Regions from separate parts of the Sus scrofa genome. Here region 2 is linked to region 1. A link is a contact called in public Hi-C data. All regions are on one chromosome and are shown on one strand. Each heading gives the region's core, a stretch centred on a gene start, on an enhancer-like site or on the middle of the called end of the contact. The rest is flanking DNA. Distances are from core to core; before and after follow the strand shown. Region 1 overlaps WDR25 (WD repeat-containing protein 25). Region 2 overlaps WDR25 (WD repeat-containing protein 25).

Region 1 (4,687 bases), core at 1,638-4,137:
CAGAGGTGGGTACGACATCTCACTCTTCCTCGAAAGATTCCCGGCCTCTTTGGGAAAAAGCAGCACAGGTGTAGAGTGCTGTGTCATCCCTGCTCCGGAGGGTGGGGGGGTCTCGGATCAGGTGCTACAGGGCACAAAGGTTAGCTGGTGGGGGTAGGGGTGGCGGGGCAGATTCAGTGAGAGTCACATGGGCTCCTAGAGGTTGCTAGAAATTGTTCAGCAGCAGAGATAGAAGAGCATTCGGGCAGAGGGGATAGACAGTGCAAAGGCCGGAAGCATGGAGGCACATGTAGACTGCAAGGCTCTTAGACGAGGCGGGTGGGCTGGGCCCATAAAGCAAAGGCGGCGAGACTCTCTGGAGAAGACTTGCGAGGCAGGAAGTCAGGAGTGTGGAGTGTGAAGAGGTTGTCAAGGCCGGCTCTTGAAAGCTGTTCTATTTCTGTCGGACAGAACCCTTGCTCCTGGGTGTTCGGCGACACGTCACTCCTCACAGCCCAGCTTCAGAGCGAAGGGACTCTGCTAACACGTTTTGAGTTTAATAATTCACTTTTGCTCCGGGAGTACAGCTTTCACTGTAATGTTTCGGCCAGGCTTCCAGTAAAACTTTATGATTGTTAAACCCAATCAAGGGCATTGGCTTTATATGAAAAAGATAAATCAGTGTTCGAAAAACAAGTCTTATTTTTAAGCAGCCTTTGTTTTTCTCTTAAAACTTAAAAAAAAAATTTAGGTTTATGGAAGAGTTGTAAATATAATCCAATGAGTTCCTCTATACCCACCCCCGGCTTCCCTGGCATCTTACGTGACCCTGGTGCATTTGTCAAAGCCGAGATACCACCATCCCTGAAACTGTGTTAACTAAACAGGGGGCTTTACTCGGATCCCACCAGTTTTTCCACGAGCGTCCTTTTCTGTTTGCAGCATCCAGTCCGGGATCCCATGTTGCATTTGAGCTCTTGTTGTTTTTATTTGTTAACTATCTTTTGGGGGGGGGGATGGACAGGAAGCGGGCTGCGTCTGGTCTGGCCCCACTTATTCTGAGGTCCCTGCGCTGACACCCCCGCCCCTCCCTTCCAGGTCCCTGGTTGGTGTCCCAGGTCAGGGCCCTGCAGCCAGGCTCAGGCCCAACACTGTTTGCTTTTCAGACCCCGGTTCCTTGTGGATCTCGAGCAGGACCCGTGGGGGGTCTGCACGCTAGGGAGGCTTGGCGCGTGCCCTTGCCAGCTGCCAGGGGCTCCCCTTCCCAGTGGAGGCGGGTTAGTGATAACAGGTCTCCTGGGCCTTTCCTTTTTTCTCTCTTTTTTCCTTCGGATTTAACCCGGCCAGACCTTTGGGCTGATGTTGACATTAGTGAGAGTTTGGATCTAGAACATTCTCTGCCTTCAGAGAGAAGCGTGTCCGTAGGTCATTTGCCTGCCCAGGTGGGGGGGGGGGGTTCCTGCATCTGGCGTGTGCTCGCTTCCACCCTCCGTCACCCCACGCTTCTCCCACCACCTTTTCCGCGCTTCTCCCTTCCTGCTCCCCCCCCCCCCCGGTGCCACGGCGACCGTCCTTGCCTGCCCTCTTCCTCCTCCCATCCCCCCCAGTTTCCTTCTTCCATTCCTGTCTGTGACAGGCCAGTGAAGCTGTTGCCACGGAAACAGAAGCCCAGCAGAAGCTCCGCTCCGCTTTCCGGATGCTTCTAACGATGATGACGCAGATAATGTTGAGTTCTAGAATCAGCTGCGTCCCGGCCTGTGGCCTCCAGAGCCCCTTCATTTTCCGAAGGCCACGTTGGTGCCCCGGCTCATAAATCTGTCCAGTGGGTGGTCAGTGTTGATTTGGTACCTTAATACACTTTCCTGTTGCTCCAGAAGACTGGCTGCAACCTGTGTAGAAAATGCTCAGCTGAGTTTACTTCTATTACTGAGGGAAAGCACCAGAGCAGAGTCAGTGGGCTGCCAGGTTCAGAGGGTAACTTTTGTTCCCCGTGGAGGCGGGGTCTACCCATTTGTTGAATTCCTGGGTGGATGACGGATGGCTTTTTTTTTTTCTTCCTTTTTTCATTTTTAAAAGTTTGAAATATAGTTGATTTACGGTGTTTGATCATTTCTGCTGTACAACAAAGCGATTCAGTTATGCACTGCATGTACAGCCCATCTCCATTCTTTTCCAGATTCTTCTCCCACACAGATAATCACAGGCCATTGAGTAGAGCTCCCTGGGCTATACAGCAGGTCTCCACTGACCACCCACTCCATGTGCAATAGTGTCCCCAAGCCAGTCCCAGACCCCATGATGACCAGTTGCTTTTGAAGGAGGCTGGGAGAAAGAGAGATTTAGTTGGGGCTTTAAAAAAATCTTCCAGGGAGCTCCTGTCGTGGCGCAGTGGTTAACAAATCTGACTGGGAACCATGAGGTTGCAGGTTCGATCCCTGGCCTGGCTCAGTGGGTTGAGGATCTGGCGTCGCCGTGAGCTGTGGTGGAGGTCGCAGATGCGGCTCCGATCCCGCGTGGCTGGGGCTCTGATGTAGGCTGGAGGCTACAGCTCCGATTAGACCCCTAGCCTGCGAACCTCCACAGGCCGTGGGACAGGCCCTAGAAAAGGGAAAAAGACAAAAAAACAAAACAAAACAAACTTCTGATATTTAGTTTCACTCAGTGACTGTTCAGTGAGGACTTGCCGGTTCCAGGACATGTGCTCCTGCCCTGGGTAACAGGGCTGGAGGCGGGGTGTGTGTGTGTGTGTGTGTGTGTGTGTGTGTGTGTTTGCACGCACGTGTGTGTGGGAGCTTCCCTGGAGAGTCCCGTTCCTTGGTAGTTGTTATCGTAGTCGGTGAGTCCGGCTGCTCGTTAAGTAGGCTTGCGGTCCCCTCGGAGGGAGGGCTGTTGGCTGCTGGGCCTTGGTGGAGCTGGTTTATAGTGGAGGCAGCCCTGCTCCTTTCTGTTTGTTCAGGGTCTGACTTAGGCGCAGCTTGTTGGCATTCGTTCGGGTTTGGAGCTTTGCCATTCAGCCAACGCCAGCTAATAGCCCAGCAGGGGAGAGTGAGTTCATGGATTATATTTAAGTTAGTACTTATTCCCAAAGGTAACTTTGCTTAATAAAAACCTTAAGCCTTTATTGCTGTGCTTATGGGTATCTTGGCTCCAGGGTGTGAAAATAAGACTTACAAAATCCAAACATTATTTGTGGAAATGCAAAAACATTTTCATTAATAGAGGGTGTGAGAATAGCGAACGGTGCTTCCCATCTGTGTCTAAATGGACTTTCTGCACTCGGGCCTTTTTATTTTCATACTCATTTCGGGCTTATTTAAATATCGTCCTTTCAGTAGCGAATTCTAAAGGAAGGAAGCTTTGGTGTGTGAATAACTTTACAACTACGCACAGTATTTCTAGGCGGTTGCTGTGACTTAAGTTGATAATGGACCCCACACAGCAGTCACTAATGGGTGATAATCTGGAGTGTTTTTGTTATTGTTGTTTTTATTTTAGAAGAAAGGTTTGAAATTAGCATAGTAAATCTCTGTGGGATCTTTGCAAATAAAAGAATATTCCCGTTAAAAACAACTTTCAGGAAAGATGTATGGTAATGAATAAAACATCAGTGAGTGAAAATAAGCGTGTTTAATTATTCAAGTAGAAGTAGTAATTTAAACTAATTATTGCTTGCGGATTTCATAATTCAGTTTTTGTCTCGCAATAATATTTCCTCTGGGCCTCCGGGGCGCGTCGGCGGCTGCTCCCGTTCCTGGGGCGGCCCCCCCACGCCCACCCCGCTGCAGCCCCTGGTCCCCCAGCATCCGCACGGCCTCCTTGGTGGCCCAGGCCCCGTGGATCCCCCCTCGCACCGCCTAATTAAGCATTTCCTTGCTTATCGCTTTCTGGGCTTGCTTCCGGGGGTCTCGGCCCCTCCTGCACGAGTCCCGAGTGTCACACGGGGGCCAGACCCCTCTCCCCGCCCCAGTGTCTTGGGCTGCTCTGTCCCTTCGTCGCCCTGGCAGAGGTGATGCCGAGCCTATGTCCTGCATCCTGAGTTCCTCGTGAGGCAGGTCCTTGCGCCCCTCCCCCCGCCCCCGCCCCGGGCTGCCTGAGATGCCCTCTGGATGGCCTCCCCTGATGCCCTGCTGGAGTCACCATTTCGTCGTCCTCATAGCTTTGCATCAGTAGGTTCTTGGGGTCCACTAAATTTTTTTTTTTTTTTTTTTGGTCTATTTAACCTTTTCCTTGCTTTGGCTGTTCACTTTGTCTCTGATTCTAAAAGAAAAGCATGTTCCCACAGAGGAGCTGGAAAGAACTGGAGACTCCAAGGCAGAGGCTTGATGGGGCGCCCGCACTCGCTGCCTGGCCTCTCTCCTTCCCCAGCCGCGCTCTGCCCTCTGAGCGCCAACCTGGAGTTGTGGGCTCCAGCTCCAACTCCCTGGTGCCCCACCCTGGGCTCGGAGTGGCACAAGGAGGGCTGGTGACGGAGTAGTACGTGCGGGGAGGGACTGTGCTCCCGGGCGCGAGGCTGCGGCCCCGCAATCGCCGCCGTCGCTTCCACGCGGCCTGGGACAGCCCGGGGCGCGGGACCTGCCTTTACGGCACATCCGCCGCCTGGAACAGATCTTGCAGTTCAGGTGAATTATTATCCCACCCTCAGAAAGTAACCGGAAAGCTTTCTATTTCTAACTTCTTCTTCCCAAGTGCCCTCTGTCAAAAGGTAGTG
Region 2 (5,017 bases), core at 1,302-3,801, 76 kb after region 1:
AAGCTTGGGACCTGAGGACCAGCAAGGTAACACCCGTCTTCTGCCCTTGGCTTTCCCACGAGAGCTTCCTCGGCAGTTTGAATGATTGGGGGCGGGTCGGCATCTGTCTCTAAGACCCTTGAGATGGAATAATTACCTCTTAGTACTTAATCAGTGCGAAGCATAATTTTTAGATGTTTTGAAAGAACATTCTTGAGTTGTTAGACGATTAAAGCATCATAGGTGCAATTCTGTACAGGATTTTACTGAGAATAGTTATCGAGCACCTACTGTGTGCAGATGCCCCCAGACGTTGTAAAATGATTTGGCCGTGGATTACTCCAGGGAATAACACATGGACACAAATAAGACTGTGGAGAAGTGCTTTGCGAGTGGACAGGGCGGGGGCAGCATTCAGTCCCAGGAAGGCTTCTGAGAAGGGTGGAGGTGTCTCCGCCGCCTTCCCCAGCCTCAGGAATGGCGACTCCATTGTCTGGTTGTCCAGGCCACAACCATCAGACTCATCTCTCTTTCTGCTCTTCCTCTCGCCCCCCGACGCCCAAACCATCAGCAAATCCAGTTGTCGCTGGTTGATGCCGCCACTGTCGCTTGCTGGGATAAGTGCAGTAGTTTCCCCCGCCCCTACGGTTTGTTCTGGACGCAGTCCCCGGAGGGGTCTGTTAGAGCGGGGGCCGCGTGTGTCGTGCTTTGGGTCGGAGCTCACCCGCAGTGGAAGCTGTGGCCCTGCAGTGGCCCACAAAGCCTCAGCGAGCTCCCTTCAGCCGGGCCCATGAGCCCCCTCGAGTCTCCTAGAACCACCAGCATGCATGTGCCTGAGGGCCTTTGCACCTACACTCCTTTGACCTGGAATGCACTTGTCCCTTGTCCCTCCTGCAGGGCTCGTCCCTCCAACAGGGTTCTGCTCACATGCCACCTCTCCAGGGAGGCCCTCCCCGGTCACGGTGCCAGCCACCCCTGGCTGTGCCCTTGCCACCTCATGCCTCTCCGTGGCACTGTCATCACTTAGCGCACAGTGGACTTGACATTTTTACTTGCCTGTCTCCTGCCCCTCGTGTAAGCTCTTCTGGGCCAGGGGTCCTTGTTTTGTTTGTGGCTGACTTCCAGCTCCTAGAACAGTGCCTGGCACACCGTAGGCACCCCACCAAGCGTGGCTGACTGAGTGGAGGGCAGAGGAGGGCCGTCTCGCGGTGCATGCAGGTACAGGAGGTGGGGTACAAGACGGTACAGGGCCAGTGATGGGCTCAAATGGCGAGCGTGGGCCCTGGGCCGTGGAGCAGGCTGGGCAGAAGGCTTTCACTGCCATGAGTCTTGGTTTGGACCAGTCGTGGCAAATCAGGGAGGTTGTGAGTGGGGTGCCAGGATCAGGGCAGGGAACGGGCTCTGGGAGGGGTTGTAAGGAAGACCTACGGCCCTACCGCCTCCGGGGGTGGGGGGGGGCTCAGTGACGTCAGGACGGCTGTTGTCAGGATCTGAGAAGCACTGCCCTGGTCTGAGGGAGGCACGCAGCCACTCGAATCCCACAGGGTGGTTCATGATAATACCTGCACTGATCTTGCCTTTGGAAGAGGAGGGTACAGAAGGTCGGAGAGCGTCCTCCTCCACTTGGGATTCAGGGGAGTCAGTGGTCCCACACTGAGGGGCTCTCGCCTGCTGCACCTACAGTGCCAAAGCCTCTTCCTAGAAGCACCCCCTCCAGGGCCGCCTCCTGCCCCGTCCTGGGCAGGTGCGGCTCCCTGGCAGGTCTGCCCTGAGCAGAGGCCTTTCCGCATGGCCAGGATGGGAGGAGGCGAGATGGGGCTTCCTGTGCCAGAATCTTGGAGTTCCCTTGTGGCACAGTGGTTAAGGATCTGGCACTGTCAGTGCTGTGGCTCGGCTTTGATCCCTGGCCCAGGAACTTCTGCATGCTGTGAATGTGGCCAAAAAAATTAAACTGGAGTTGGTGCTGCAGACTGGCCGATGCATAAAGGCACTTTTCTTATTAAGCTGCTGGTATTTGGAGGCGAACCTGAAAACAGAGTCTGTTTCTTTAAAGAGAACCGGGTGTTTTATCCATAGCTATCTTGCTTAAAGAACTTCACAAGTGGGAGAGTTAGAGCACAGAGAGATGTACTCCTTTCTTTTTTCTTTTTTTTAAAAAAAACCACACATTTTTCTTTAACAAAGAGAGTCTTTTTTTTTTTTTTTTAATTTAAAGAAAAATGTTTGGAAAAGAAAGGAAAGTTACCCATGAAGAAGTGAACCCGTGGACCTTTAAAAACACTCATGTTTGGGACAGAAACACATAATACACGAAGACACTGGAAAGTGCCATTGGACCTGGAAACTCTTAGTCATGCCGTTTGAAGCGGGGCCCCTGCTGACGGCCGTATCCCTTAGAGGTGCACTTACTGTTTTTAGCCTCAAAGACCAAACACGTAAGAAATTACTCATCAAGGACGCCATCTGATTTAAGACTTTGTTAAAAATACCGGATTTTCTCCTAGGGCAGACGCCAGCTGACGCGCTCGGAGAAGGCTGGGGAGAAGCAATTAGGAGCAGATGTTGCTGTGACTGGTATTGGCATGTTTGCCAGTCTCTCCCAAGCTAATAATGTGGGTAAAGGGATCTGTGCGGTATTTGTTTTCACTTCCGTTTCACCAATAATCCAACTGCCTGTCCTCCCTCGCTGGGTCACAGGACTCGTTCCATTTGCATCAGCCAGACGTGGGGGACCCCTCTCTTGCCTGCTGCAATTATGTCCGCTCTGACAGGTGTTGCCCAGGAGCCTCATCTGGACCCAGCAGGAGGACCAGGGAGGAAAAGCACGGGCGCCCACCCGGGGTGGCTCTCTGTGCTCCCGCGGGCTCCGCCAGGCTCCCGCGGGGCTCTGTCCCAGGTGCTGAACCCCCCCCCCCCCCCCCGCCCGCGTGCGGACGTCTAGGGCTGAGCAGCTTGGCTCTTTCTGTCTGCCTTCAGGGCAGCCGTGGAAACCGCAGGTGGAAGCAGGAGGGACAGACTTCAAATCTTAAAATCAAGACAAGTTTCCGCTTTCATGTTTTTATTTTTATTTTTTCTTTTTACAGCCGCACACGTGGCATGTGGAAGTTCCCGGACTAGGGGTCAAATTGGAGCTGCAGCTGTCGGCTACGCTATAGCCACAGCAACGCGGGATCCCAGCCGCATCTGTGGTCTATGCTGCAGCTTGTGGCAATGCTGGATCTTTAACCCACTGAGTGAGGCCAGGGATCGAACCCGCATCCTCATGGATTCTGCCCGGGTTCTTAACCCACTGAGCCACAATGGAAACTCCAGGTTTCTTCTTTTAAAACAATGGGAAGGACTTATTATTATAAAAGTAATATGGGATTATATGAAAAATTAGAAAAATGGAGAGAAATAGAAGGGATACTCAAGCCAGCTGAAGGTAAATAAACATTAGTAACATTCCAATATCTTTATTTCATTGTTCTTGTCCCCTGGGCATTTTTAAACTTTTTTTCCTTTTTCTTTTTTTCCGCCACCCCACCGCATATGGAGCTCCTGGGATCAGATCCAAGCTGTAGTTGCACTCTAAGCCCCAGTTGCAGCAACACCAGAACCTTAACCCACTGTGCGGGCTGGGGATCAAACCTGCATCCCAGCGCTCCCAAGACCACACCCAACCCATTGCTCGCCCCCTGTGCATTTTTTAAAACACTGTCTGGTCGTGTTTTCACACAGTTTTGTGATTTACTTTTCACACAGCACTGTAAGGGTTTTCCTTGTAATCACAAGTTTTCGTAGAGTTTTCAGCACATCTCTTTGATACAGCAGGCTTGGCCGATTTGCTCCTTGCCCTATCCTCAGGACTCGAGCCGTGTCTGGCACAGCAGCGCTCGATAGATATGGATCGAATGAGTCGATTTCAAGTGACTTAGCTTTTAAACCCTTTCCCTAGGTTGGACACTTAGGACTTTTCCTCGAGCTTTATTTGCCTTTTAACGTTAATAGGTGGGAGGGAAGAGGCCAGGATCAGCACACTGCAGCTCGGGGCTGTTTTTGTAAATAAAGATTTATCGGCCGCAGTTCTGCTCAGTCACGTGACGTCGTCTGCAGCCGCTTTCACACCGCAGTGGTCGGCTTGAGGAGTGGCACCAGGGCTCACAACGTGACCAGCAAAGCCAAACATATTTAGAGTCTGGGTGGCCCCTGCTAGGAGGGATCTGGCTGTGACATCTGTCCCGCTATGGCTTGTGGGGACCGAGCCTCCAGATCTGGCTGACAGGCGTGTGTGGGGGGGGGGTGTCCCAGGGCCTCACGCTGCCATGGGTGCCCTGTGGAAACCATGGGTGCTCAGAGACTGTCTTCTCAGTTGTCTGTGCTTCGGTCAGGGGTCCTTTCTCTCTGTTGGCATCTCCCGCCGAGCCAGCCAAGTCTGCTTTAGTATACATTCCACCTTCAGACACGTTGGTACGGCTGGTGTTTCCCACCTTTGGGGTCCTCTTTCCTGCAGCTTGGCTCCCAGAACTGAAACTGCTGTGTTGAAATGCGTCGGCATTCTGAAGGTGAGGGGTGGGTTTCGGCTGCTGAAGCCAAGCCCACCTCTGGAGCGGGACGCCTGGCCGACAGGCTCTCGCAGGGGCTGAGGAGGAGCTGGAGCCGATAACTTCGAAGCTGCTTTCCGGTCCCACACGTTTGTGGTTCCGCAGGCTTAGCCACATGATGAATGTTGGGAGTCTGGACTCCGCCGGTCCAGCCCAATTCATTACAGCAAATGGGCTGCTTGGCCCGTTCTTCCTTTCTCCGCCATCTCGCTCTGCTCGGGTTTGATGATTGGAGCCCGTTCCTCATGGCTGCACAGCGTCCGCCTTCGTCTGCAGCGGGTCGGCAGGATGTGTCCTCGTGCGTGAGCCGGCCGCACCTGCCGACTCCAGGCGGCTCAGTGCTGCTGGAACAGGGTTTCCTGACTCTTCCTCCTCCCGCGTCTGCTCGTACGTGGGTGTAGTCTGGAACCCAGGATGCCTGTGGGCTGACCTGCGTATTCCTCTGGGGGTCCAAG

Evidence for each region. Hi-C and Micro-C count contacts between places; a contact is called where the count stands out from the background.
Region 2: a contact with region 1 is called in a Hi-C map of embryonic fibroblasts, with 2.0 times the contacts expected there. The contact joins two enhancer-like sites. A contact is called at or near these places in 2 of 47 Hi-C or Micro-C datasets (embryonic fibroblasts and mesenchymal stem cells).

The regions. Positions count from the first base shown.
Region 1 is chr7:121,260,099-121,264,785 of Sscrofa11.1, forward strand. The region is part of intron 2 of WDR25 (WD repeat-containing protein 25); the gene reads left to right. Among named protein-coding and RNA genes, the nearest start is that of MIR9830, 7.3 kb to the right of the region's middle. Within about 2 kb of position 2,888, at least 12 of the 83 cell types and tissues checked have an H3K27ac peak or open chromatin away from gene starts, as enhancers often do. A contact at or near this core is called in embryonic fibroblasts, where this site is marked.
Region 2 is chr7:121,336,885-121,341,901 of Sscrofa11.1, forward strand. It overlaps WDR25 (WD repeat-containing protein 25), which reads left to right. Exons shown (of 7, transcript XM_021099728.1): 4 at 1-26. Among named protein-coding and RNA genes, the nearest start is that of MIR9830, 70 kb to the left of the region's middle. Within about 2 kb of position 2,552, at least 4 of the 83 cell types and tissues checked have an H3K27ac peak or open chromatin away from gene starts, as enhancers often do. A contact at or near this core is called in embryonic fibroblasts, where this site is marked.